2 separate regions of the Mus musculus genome follow, and region 2 is linked to region 1. A link is a contact called in public HiChIP or PLAC-seq data. All regions are on one chromosome and are shown on one strand. The core of a region is the stretch at or near the end of the contact, and the rest is flanking DNA. Distances in the headings are between cores, read along the strand shown. Region 1 holds the start of Map3k20 (mitogen-activated protein kinase kinase kinase 20). Region 2 has its middle 41 kb from the start of Cdca7.

Region 1 (5,626 bases), core at 1,215-3,714:
ACTGGAAAGAGTGCCCCAGGTACCAGCCTGTGGGGCAGATGTTATCACTTTAGAGGAGAAAGGACTCCTTTCTTCCTTTCAAGTGACCTGCTAGTTCTTCTACTGTTAGCTGGTGGCATTTCCAGGATTTCCATTAAAGAAAAGTTTAGGGGAGACAAGCCCGTTGAATAAGGGGTTACATTGTTGTTAAGTTGTATTTAAACATCACTTTGAAAAGTTTTTTTTTTTAAACTTAGAATGCATGCTTACATTGGAGGGTGTTCTTGGCTATAAGAGGGTGCTAAGGACTTCTAAGCCACCCCACTGCTGAGAGTACATCTATTTTTAGTGTGGAAGTCTTTGAAGTAAAGGTTTGATAGTTTCGACAAGGACTCTTTGTTAGTGCTGTTTACACTCGCAAATCTATACTCTGTCCAACTTGGATTAACTAAAAAAACAAACTTGCAAAAAGATTTTTTCCCCCCTAAGTTTGAAAAAGTTGAGCATTAGGAGTAAACACAATATAGACTATATTAGCTCTGATGTCTAAAAACATCAATATATTCACAAGTAGACAAGCAGTTTATTTAAAAAAAAAAAACCAAAAAACTCAAATCTTGAAGCAGTGAGACTAGAGAGGTGGCCCAGTGGTTAAGAGCACTTGCTGCTCTTGCAAGGGACCCTGGTTCAATTCCTACCACCCACATGGTGGCTCCCACACACATATAACTGCAGTTCCAATGGCTCTCACCTCTCTTTTGACCTCCATAGGCACCAGGCGTGCATATGGTGCACATACATACACACAGGGGAAACACACACACACATTAAAAATAAGTCTTAAGAAGTCGAGGCAAGCCTACGTTTAGCACAGAGTCACAGCCGTGGCCCCCACAATAGAGTATAAGGTATCGCAGTGAGGACCTTGCAACATAATGGGAAGGCAGGAGGCCTTCTGTGAGGTGCTCCTTCAAATAAGTTTTTGAAAGTACTTTGTAGAGTTTATTGCTCCTGTTGCCTACTCTCTGAGCCTAATTATAGAAGGAAAATAGAATGAAGGAAGGAGAGATAGTATAAGCTAAAAATATCAGAAGCTGCAGGCTTCCAGTACAAAGCAAGGTATGGATGGCTGGTGACTGGCAAGCTGGAACCAGTGGCTAACACCTGATTTTGGTGAGCAGGAAACTGAGGACTGCCTGTTAAGTGTCCCATGTGACAACTGAGAGGAGCAACAGCAAAGTCAGGCTCTCTGATTCCTCAGCCAGAGTCAGGACACAATCGGATGTCTTTAAAGCTAAGGTGACTGCAGTCTCATGTTCATTTCGCGCTCAAGAGCCCAGCACCCTTTTTTTTTTTTTTTTTTTTGAGTAGATAGACAGCTTTTTTTTTTTTTTAAACAATTGTTTGATCACCTACAAAAGAATTTTTTTTAGCTGGATAGTTTTCATCAACCTTCTCAGTTACCAAAATGCAATTTATTAATCCAAAATCCTCAGTCTTTGTAATCACAGACCAGAAAGTGGTTTCTTTTTTCATTAGTGTATATTTACCCATCCTTTCCCATTCATATATTAAATATATATGAACGGTTTTCAAAATTTCTATTTCTCTTTGGGCTTCTTTTCTGATTTCCGTTTCTTGTTTCATCTCTGCCTGTTTTTCCTCTCCTGACTTCAAAACTCAGCAGGAAGCCAGTTTCCTCTCCACAGATTTCTATTTCTGTCAATGACACCATCGTTCTTCCAGTCACCCAGGTCTCAAATCTTGGCATCACCGCTTTCTTCTTTCCCAACCGAATGGGTCACAAATTTCTGTGGCCTCTTTCTGAAACATGTCTCTCAATTCCAATTTTCTTTTTAAAAACGATCCCAAACTGTACCCTCTAACTCTAGCCTTCACGATTCTATCTGTTACCTGGTAGTGACAATATCTACCACTTATCTTGTTTCCATCCCTAAGCAACTCTCTAAACCACTACTAAAATGGATGGGGAGGAAAGAGAATATGGCTTAACATCTTCAGGCTGGTAAGCCTCCTGCTCCAAATATAAAGCCATGCACTAAAATACGAATATCCATTTTGCACGATTTCAACTTTCCTTAACTCTCCACGTGTGTACACGTGAAATTCTAATTCAGAAACTGTGTTCCCTACTTTTGCAACCTCTCCTCTTTTTCCACTCCATCTACATCCTCCCCGATCAATTTCTTTTCTTCCCAAAGCCAGGTGACACGTTTTGTTCACACTTGTCATGGACTCTGTCTCCTCGATGGGAAATCGCGGGCACTTCATCTTAAAAGTCACCAACCAGAGCAGCAGGCCTTGACTCCTCCTCAAAATCTCCAAAGTACCTGTTGATGGTCCCACTGAGGCACCCGCGACCCTGACATTGCCTTCCCTGCTGTCCCCTTCCCAGCCAAGTGCATTCAGTCTCACGGGGGGTAAGGGGGGGGGGGCAGCAACCGGGCTCTCCGCGACCCCGAGCCCCGGCCTCCCTGCTGGGCACCGAGCCGGGCGTGCCCGGAGGCTGGCCGGCCGGCGGTTCCACGCTCGGAGGTAGGTGGTGCTGTTGCCGCGACGTCTTCCTCATTGGCGCCGCGCGGAGAGGCGGAATGTTCAACTCCTGACTCCGGCGGAAGCGTGGGAGCCGCGCGGGCCGCCGTCCCCGACCCCCGCCGCCGCTCGCGCCCGATCCGGGAGCCAGGTAAGGGCTGTGGGGGACGGGAGAGGCGGGAGGGAGCTCCGCTGGAGGACCGGCGGGACCGGGGCCTGCGGGGCCGGGGCAGCGCGGCTGCGGGAGGCCGGGGCTCGGCGGGCGGCTGTCCTTGGCTCGCCCCCGGTGCCCTGGAGACCCGTGGTCCCCGAGCCCGCAGACCCCGAGACCGCAGCCCCTGAGCCCTCAGTCCCTTGCCGCTGGGCCGAGGACGGCTTGGGCATGTCCGGGCCGGTCCAGCCGGGCACTCGGTGCCCGGAAGAGTCCGGCCTGGCACAGCTCGCGGCGATCCCGGGGAACCTGCGGCGGCTGCCCTTCCCGAGCACCCTCGCCTTCCGTGGGAGCACACGCGGGTGTCGCAGGCGCGGGGATCTACACCAGGGTGGGCACTGGGTGACCCGGGCCGCAGCCACGCCTCGCCCCGCGCGTGACAGATCTCGGGAAAAACTTTAATTCTAAACTGCCCAGATGACATTGGAACTGCCTGAAAAAAAACAACAATGGCACGTCATTGTTGGGTTGCTGAAAATGTATGTTTCTCATGCGCCTGGAGATCCTGCATAAGCACTGTTTATGGAGAACATAATTACTATTTTTGCTAGTTTCGTTAATAATGAAAGCACACCATTTGGTGGCCCGTTCCAGCGATTTCACAATAAGCAGCCTTCATTAATAATGCGTGTGAGAACCGTCTTCCAGAATGGATTGAGGACATCTGAGTTCGGATGGTTGTTAAAGTGAGTTCCTGTTTTACCCCTAAAGTGGTTGTAGCGAATCTTCTGGTCTTCTTGACTGTAGATGAAACCAACTGCCAGCATTTAGTGGATCCAAACCTACCAAAATATTTAACGATAAAAATAAACAAATGATTCAAGACCAGACTTCTTTGTCATCGGCCTGTCTCTACTCTGAAATTTCATTCTTTTTTTATCTTAAAAAAAAGTGACGGCTGCATTTTAATTATGGTTTTGATCATTTGTAGAGTCTTTGTTTTAGATTTCTGCTACAATAGTGAGAGATTTGGGAGATTGTAAATGAACATGAATTTAGCTTGTTTAGAAAGAGAGAATTAAGAGAGAAAAATGGTCTTTGGAGCACTGTTTATTTTAGTCTTTTACAATGTAATTTTGACAAAAATTTTGGGGGATTTTTTTTTAAACTGGAGAATGTGCAAGTCAGAAGTTTAAGTGGGAAACATTTTGTTGTCTTAGAAAGCAAGTAGCTGATTAATCTTTTAAAAGTTTTTGTTTTGTTTTGTTTTAGGGGGGATACATAAGAACACATTAAGAAAAATAATAACCAAATATTAAGCACACAGATTTAGATCTAAAAATGGATGGTCAAAGATCTTGGGAACTGAGGGACCTTCTTGCCAAATAAGGAAACTTGGCAGGCTGCACTGTGTATTTTAAGTTAGGGCAGAGTGAGTGCTATTGGCAATACATTGGCTCAGTGCCTATCTGGGCTCTGCAGTGAAACTGAGTCTGATAGGCCTGCGGAATTATAGGCAGGAGTTACGAAGGGTGTGGAGTGAATCGCTGGATCATCAGAGGAGACACTGGAGAAGTTACAGGGACGTTTTGTAAAAGAGGTCAGATAAAACTCTGAGTGTGTGTGCCCAGCAGAAGCAGACTACACAGTGGGTCTCAGAACTTGACACAGCCAGGGAAGAGTCAGTGTTAAGCTGAGGAAAGGAGTTTGTGGTAACACAGGACTGTCAGAACCAGAAAGCCTCTGTGCCCTGAGGTGTTAGGAAGAGAAGTTTGGATCATTTGCTTTCCATTTTATTCTACCCAGGACAGATGGGACAAGGTGGGGGACTGTTGGATCTAAAGATAATAGCTGAGACACCTTCCGTCTTACTGTGGGGAAGTTTAGGCTACTTCCTTTGTGGCTATTGACCGTGGTCTATACTACACATAAACCAGCATAGTTCCAGCACTAAACAAAAGATTCTTACCTGTGCAGGGAGGAGAGCCATCAACCCCAGAGCCTCACAGCTGGTCAGATAATACAGGGCCTTTGTCTCAGACCCTCCTAGAGACAGCTGAAGCATTGAGTGACAGGAGTTAAATAATCCCAGCACAGTAAGAGACTGAGAACAGGGAGCCATACATTTGATACCTAACCCCATTGGCACCATTGCCAATAGAAAATTAAAGCCTCCAATGTGTGGACAGTAAGCAATCCAGCCGTTATGGTAACAAGAAATGGATTTGTTTAAAGAAAAAGGGGGGAGGGAGAGATTAGGAGGCAGTAAATGATGAAGTAGAAAAAAATAAAGGTATACCATGGAGGGAAAGGAGGTGACCCAAGTTGACTTCCGGTTGTGCTGTTTGTAAATTAGGCTCGGCCAACTTTTATAACCTTGGGGGGCAGTACTACCTGTTTCCCCAGGAGGGGTCTATGAGACAGTGTGTGGAAATGCTTAGGCTAGTCCCTGAAGCTCCACCTGCCGTGACTGGGTGCAGAGAGGACTTCCCCGCATTTCCCAAGCTGCGTGCTTGCCTCTCCCAGCCAAGACTTGCCTACAGTATTTTGCCTTGTTGCTCTCATACTAAGTATGCACGCTGAGATTAGATTGGGTGGGGGGCTCCCTAGCCACTCCTCCCTTGAGAATAAGGGTTTCCAAATCGACTCTGTATGTGGCTTTGTAAAACTATGTTTTGGGGAAGAATCTGAAAATTAATACACTTAAGTATATAGATGAAGGATTTTGAAGTTAGGGGAACACAGGCAGGCTATGACAAGAAGCCTGGACTAAGATCCCTTGGGACCATTTGTAAGGCTCATCTTGAGTAGCTCCTGTGTTCAGGGTCTGCCACTCTTTTCTGGATCTATCTGTGAACACCTTAAAAGAGAAGGAACACATTTATCTCTAGGTCATGGAGTAAATATTACTTATTAACCTTTTTCTTACAAGGTACCCTACTG
Region 2 (5,626 bases), core at 869-3,368, 230 kb after region 1:
GAAGAATCATTTAATTTGGTATCAAATATTCATGAGCTGTGAGTGTGCTGTGTCACCAGAACGGGTGTGAGATCACAAACCAAAAAGCTAAGTATGGGAGCTCCGGGGAGCGGTGGACAGTGGGCAGCAGCTTTTCAAAGCTTGTTGCGCCTTTGAATCTGTGATACTTCCTTCTCCGGCGTCTCAAAATGCTGCTTTGAGTGTGTGTTGGGAAAGGGGTCAAGGATAAAGGATAAGAAAGGAACCTGGATGCAGATTCTCAAAGCTTCTGCTCTTTTGCACTTCAGGAGACTCAAAGCAACCCGGAAGTTGGAGCACAACTCTATGACAGATGTCCCCAGACACTTCGAAATGGCGCAGGTTACGACTTCTTTATCAGACGACCGTGTATATATCTTACACACACACACACACACACACACACACACACACACACACACACACAATTTTCTTCTTTCAAGTTATGATGGCTATATTTTATAATAAATTTGATTTATATGAGACTATATTTTATAATTCAGTTGATTGTGGCCATTGGAGGAGAGCAACATAAGTTGCCATATACATTGCCTATATGATTGCTTGCTGTGTACACGGCAGAGCTTTAAATTCTGGAAAGAGTAGAAACTGCAACCAGAAGCCAGCTCAATGGCTTGCTCCATAGTGCAGGCTCTGAGAACCTCCTTGAATCCCTTGGAGTGAACACATTAATTCTGTGGAGCTCTTCCTTCCTTTAGTCTCAGACAAATGCTCTCTTGCCACCTAGGGCTGCCCCTGTTTCTTTCTCCTCATGGCCTCACACTAGTGGCTATCGAAGCTGTGTCTTTCTGGGTGCCTTTTTCCTACAGAAAGCAGACCTGACCACTTTTCCAACTGTGATGCTCTGCTTCATTGGCAAGTTCATGAAGGTTGAACAGCACCTATTTCCTGAAGCGTCCCTTGTTCCAATACCACCCCTGTAAGCAGTCATTAGGCCTCACTCAAGACATCTCTAGGGAGGGAACTGACACCAGCTGAAGAGGGTTTGGCTAGTAACTCTCCTACAGCCCATCAGTGAGCCTCAGAGGGGCTCCTATTGCATCTAATCACACCTAATCTTTCTGCAAAGATGTTTAAAAAAAAACTGTGTAAATCAAGTTTTTGTAAATCTAATCATATGTTTTATGCATCAGGTGAACTTGGTATGTAAAGGTATCCCATAGTGCAGCCTGCTGAAAAATGAAGATCGGCTCCTTTTAGTATTCATTTCTGTAAATGTGAATAATTATTCATGGGGTTGAAAGAGGTTCGCCTTCATTTAGGGTTTTGAATTTGCTGTCTTTACATTTCTTCTTCTGAAAAGGTCTCCTGTATCCTAGGTAGCTTCTATGAGCAGCTGGATAAGAATGACCTTGAACTTTTCTTCCTCCTCCTCCTCCTCCTCCTCCTCCTCCTCTTCCTCCTCCTCCTCCTCCTCCTCCTCCTTCCACCTCCCAAGTGTTGCAATCACAGGCCTGTGCCACCAGGACACCTGGTTTATGAGGCGCCAAAGATCAAACCTAGGGGTGTGTTTACCAACTGAGCTATCGCTCCCAACCCTCCTAGCCCTCCTAGTCCTCAGTGTCTTATTTGCAGTGAGCCCCAAGTGGGTATGTGCTCCACTACTGGAGAGCACAGCTAATGGGCCCTGACTTCCCAGGTCTTAAGGAGCCCCAGCCCTTACAGCGTGTCCTAATGGGTCAACACCTAACAGAGAGCCAGCGGAAACCTTGCTGCCCTCTGCACGAGAAAGCCGGATTTCCATTTCAATGTGGCTCAGCCTTCCTCTTTGACAAATGAAAAGATAGAGACTTCTCAATTACAAATAGTGGCGTCCTTGGGGGTGGGTGTGTGTGGGTGGGTGTGTGTGGGGCAGAATTCTCTAGATGTTGGGCCTTGCAATTTCTCAGCCATCAGGAATTCTGAGACTCAAGTCTCAGAAGCTAGAGGAAGCTAGATGCCGGCAAGATTTTTATGGCACGATGCTTATTTTCCTACTCCACAGAGGCAGGGTTTTATGGCAAGAAGGGGCTTAGTGACCAGAGCAGAGTAAAACTAGGCTACTTTCCAGGTTTATGCCTCTGACCTTACTCCCGAAGAGGGAGCATCCGGGAGGGGTTTCTCTTCTCCCACCCTCTGGGTGTACAATACACCCCCAGATGTGCAATACAAAGGATCCGATATTCAAACATTTGAAAAATGTAATTCTTGTTGTGGAGAACGTGTCCTAACAAAAAGATCGGCTTTTGGGGGAAAGTCGGGAAATCCCCCAGTCTTAAATTCCCAGCATTTGACTTGGGCACAGAGAACTCGATCATCCTTTAGGAAGTAGAGCACAGGCGAAGAGAGGGGAGACTCACAGATGGCTGGATAGAGATGCCAGTCTAGTCTGTGGGAGAAGCCTTGACTGAATGTGAAGCAGCTGGCTGAAGGCAGGCTCAATCAGGATTTCTGGGGAATAAAAATACACTCGGTCTTGGCTCTGGATTCCAGCAGGGGGAGCCCTAACTCTGGGAACCCGACATTGCTCTCTGACCGCTCGCTATCCCTGCTTAGCCCTTTCTGAGTTCAGCATCCGTGGTCACCGAGCTTGGCAACAAGGTCTACAGATGATGTCGCTGAACCAGAATCTGAGGTCTCGGTCCGCGCATCCTTGGATGAGCAAAGTGGTTAATACCTTTATAGAAACACAGCGGAACAGGCAATTCAGAAACAGGTGATCAGCAGCAAAGAAGGAAAAAACATGAGGAAATGAAGGATACACTTCCCTCAGTTGTTACCCTCTCCCCTACACACCTCTGCTCTCCACAGGGAATGCGCTCTGATGCTTCCTCTGTTCGGGTGTGCTGAGCTGGGGGTGTGGGAGCTAGGTGGATGGACCAGGCTTCCAGTTAGTGCTGGGTTCCTGCTGCTCTCTGGGTTGTAGAACGAGAAACAACAACAACGAAACCCTCATATTGTAACTATAAGGAGTTAAGGGATTTCACTTGTCATGTCTTCTGAGTTCCACTCTTGGGGATAAGCAGGGAGATGTAGGAAGCCTAGCAAAACGTGGGAACGGCCTGTTGAAAAAACCAGCCCAGCCCACCGAGTACCTAAGAAGTAGCACGCTAGGGGCAGAGTTCAAAGCTGTGCTGTGTGTAGTATTGCTGTCTGCGGGAGTCCTCAGCACCTTCTATAATCATGGGTAAGGGTAAGGGGAGGCTTAACACACCCCACAGATGCCCTTGTCCCCAGTTTTGTGGAAAGAACACTAGCTGCAGCTAGAAGCTCTGTCGTTTAAGTAGACTAATGAAAACCCCAACTCCATTTTGTCTAATCTGAAATTTCTGAAATGTATGTGATCCTGACCAGACCCCCTTTTCCATAAAGTGCCTATATTCAAGATATGGGTGTTCTGTGCAGCCCACTTTGAGAAATTCTAAGAGAGCAACCTCCCTGGGCTTCTGGTTTCTCCTCTGTACCGTGTCATCGTTCATTCCGAGTACCCTGGTAATTCCTGATGAAGGAACTGGTAGTGCTCAAAACACACTCAGAACTCCTAGAACATTATCTTATGAATATACAGAGACTGGTCTTGTGATATACAGTGAATATCACGCTCACGCTCAAAGTAGATGGTGGGCTTGGGTACACACAGAGACACAGTCAGGGGACAAGATGCTTTCTCTGTGTTCAGCATATAAACCACACAAGTCCGGAGGCAAGTTTTTGAACCTTGCTTTACTTTCTGTGTGGAATGGTGCTGTGGTGCACGGTTCTTGGCCTTTCACATACAAGGCCACACGAGTTTTTGTTTTCACTTAAGCAAAGAGTGAGCATTATTGCTAGGAGACTTATTCAGGACCTCGGCAGATTGCAGGCACCTACTGTGTCCTCTAAAGAACAGCAAGGCCATACTGCATGAGTAAGGACTGCCAGCAAGGACATGGCACAAATCATCTAGCGGCACCTAACACTCTAGGTTGTGACGGACAGAAGCAGGCGTGGTCAGGTGTTCTGTAGCAGCCAGACAAACTGGATGGAAACAGTGATGGGAGATGAAACCTGTGGATCCCTTTCCCCGGGGGATATTGATTAAGCTGTGGCAGAAGGAAGACAGGGGATGGGGATCCGTTGTATGATGCAGGCCATCCACAGTGCTCACGTCCACTGGATGTCCCTGTTCAATGATATTTATCCAGCAAGTACTGGACTACACACCTGTGTGCCAGACGCTTACTCCAACCCAGTGGAAAGCCATTGTCCCAAACTCTTGCTCGAGTTCTGCGCTACTAAAGGGTTTTCCCTTCTGTTTCTAACTGTGGCCGATGACCTGTCAAATTCCACATTGTTATAGCTGGGGCTACACACGTTAGCACTCCTTATACATTGCCCTGTTGCTGTGGTTCCTATGAGTGCATAGCTAGGATGCAGGCTTTAGGAGAGCAAAGGCTGCACCCTTGTAATCTTGCCTCTAGAAATAAAGTCACCCAATAAGAGCAAATGACTGAAGCGTCTGGGGACTCCTTCAGGCTCAGATCTCTGCACTTTGAAATAATGCTGTTTTTGAGTGTGTAGTCTGTGCTATGCTGAATGCATCTTTCAGCTCTCTCAGAAGCCCACAGTCTTGTTCTCAGATGTTTCCTAACTGCTTCAGAATTAGAGGCTCTGATTTTGGGTTTACATCTATTTTGTTATTGATAATGTTGCATCTGAAGATTAGTTGAACTTGGCAGAATTAAGTGCCCCTTTTGGGGTGGTCTGAATTCATCTCAGCTTCCACTGATGTGGTCTTTCCCCCCTGGCTTTCTGTCTCACCACTTTGGATAATTATGAGGGCTTTGGCCCATTGCTGCAGCCACAGAAGGCACCAGCAGTCCAGGTGGCCCAGGGAAGATCTGTGGGTTGTGGTGTCTGGGACCTTAAGAGGAGCCCATGGGAAAAATGAGTGGCGGTTGTGGACTTCATCTCTGCCACTCTCCCGGCTCTCCTGCGGGCGTCCCCTCACCTCTGCATGCTTCACCTCCTCTTCTCATGGAATCTCACCTTGGGGATCTCAGCCACAAGCGGCGTATATCCAGGAAAAGAGAAGCAAAGTAATATCTGTGCCTGCTTCACAGCACTGAATCCCGCTGCTCCCTCCCGACTCCCTCAGACCGTACCCTCTGTGCACAACTTTCATCTCCAAGTCATTCATAAGATGTCAAAGGATGTACACTAAACCACCCAGGAAGTAGAGACATTTGAGAGGCAAGGATCCAGGACTTGTATCAATTGTGGAAGATGTGGCAGGGCTGGAACTCACTGGGTTCCTCTGATTTTCCCCTCTGCTTTGACTTGAAGTATGGTTCTTAAGCATAAGGATTTGTAGGTCATGACCGTGCAGCAGAACAGTAGTCTAAAGATCTGGCGTTAGAGGTAGGTCTCCCTCTTGCTGGCAAGCTGGCTCCCAGCTTAGCTTATTCTCCCGTGTCCTGCTCATTGTTTCTGCTTCTGTGCAACTTAACTTGTCCTCTGATTTCATGTGAGGCTGCTCCATGCTTGTAGCACTTCCACAGTTCAGATGGAAGAGAAGCTGCTTGGCTGGCCCTCCTTGCTGGCCAGACCACAACTCTGGTTGCTCACC

Evidence for each region. HiChIP or PLAC-seq counts read pairs in DNA pulled down with a chosen protein or histone mark.
Region 2: a contact with region 1 is called in an H3K27ac HiChIP or PLAC-seq map of embryonic stem cells, with 3 times the contacts expected there. The contact joins the enhancer-like site here to the promoter of Map3k20 in region 1. A contact is called at or near these places in 4 of 484 Hi-C or Micro-C datasets (cerebral cortex, double positive thymocytes, palatal mesenchyme and 1 more) and 8 of 115 datasets of contacts at active chromatin or transcription factors (embryonic basal ganglia, embryonic forebrain, embryonic limb bud and 3 more).

The regions. Positions count from the first base shown.
Region 1 is chr2:72,283,173-72,288,798 of GRCm38.p6, forward strand. It overlaps Map3k20 (mitogen-activated protein kinase kinase kinase 20), which reads left to right and starts at 2,465. Exons shown (of 20, transcript NM_023057.5): 1 at 2,465-2,683.
Region 2 is chr2:72,514,068-72,519,693 of GRCm38.p6, forward strand. No RefSeq gene overlaps it. Among named protein-coding and RNA genes, the nearest start is that of Cdca7, 41 kb to the left of the region's middle. Within about 2 kb of position 2,119, at least 25 of the 459 cell types and tissues checked have an H3K27ac peak or open chromatin away from gene starts, as enhancers often do. A contact at or near this core is called in embryonic basal ganglia and embryonic stem cells, where this site is marked.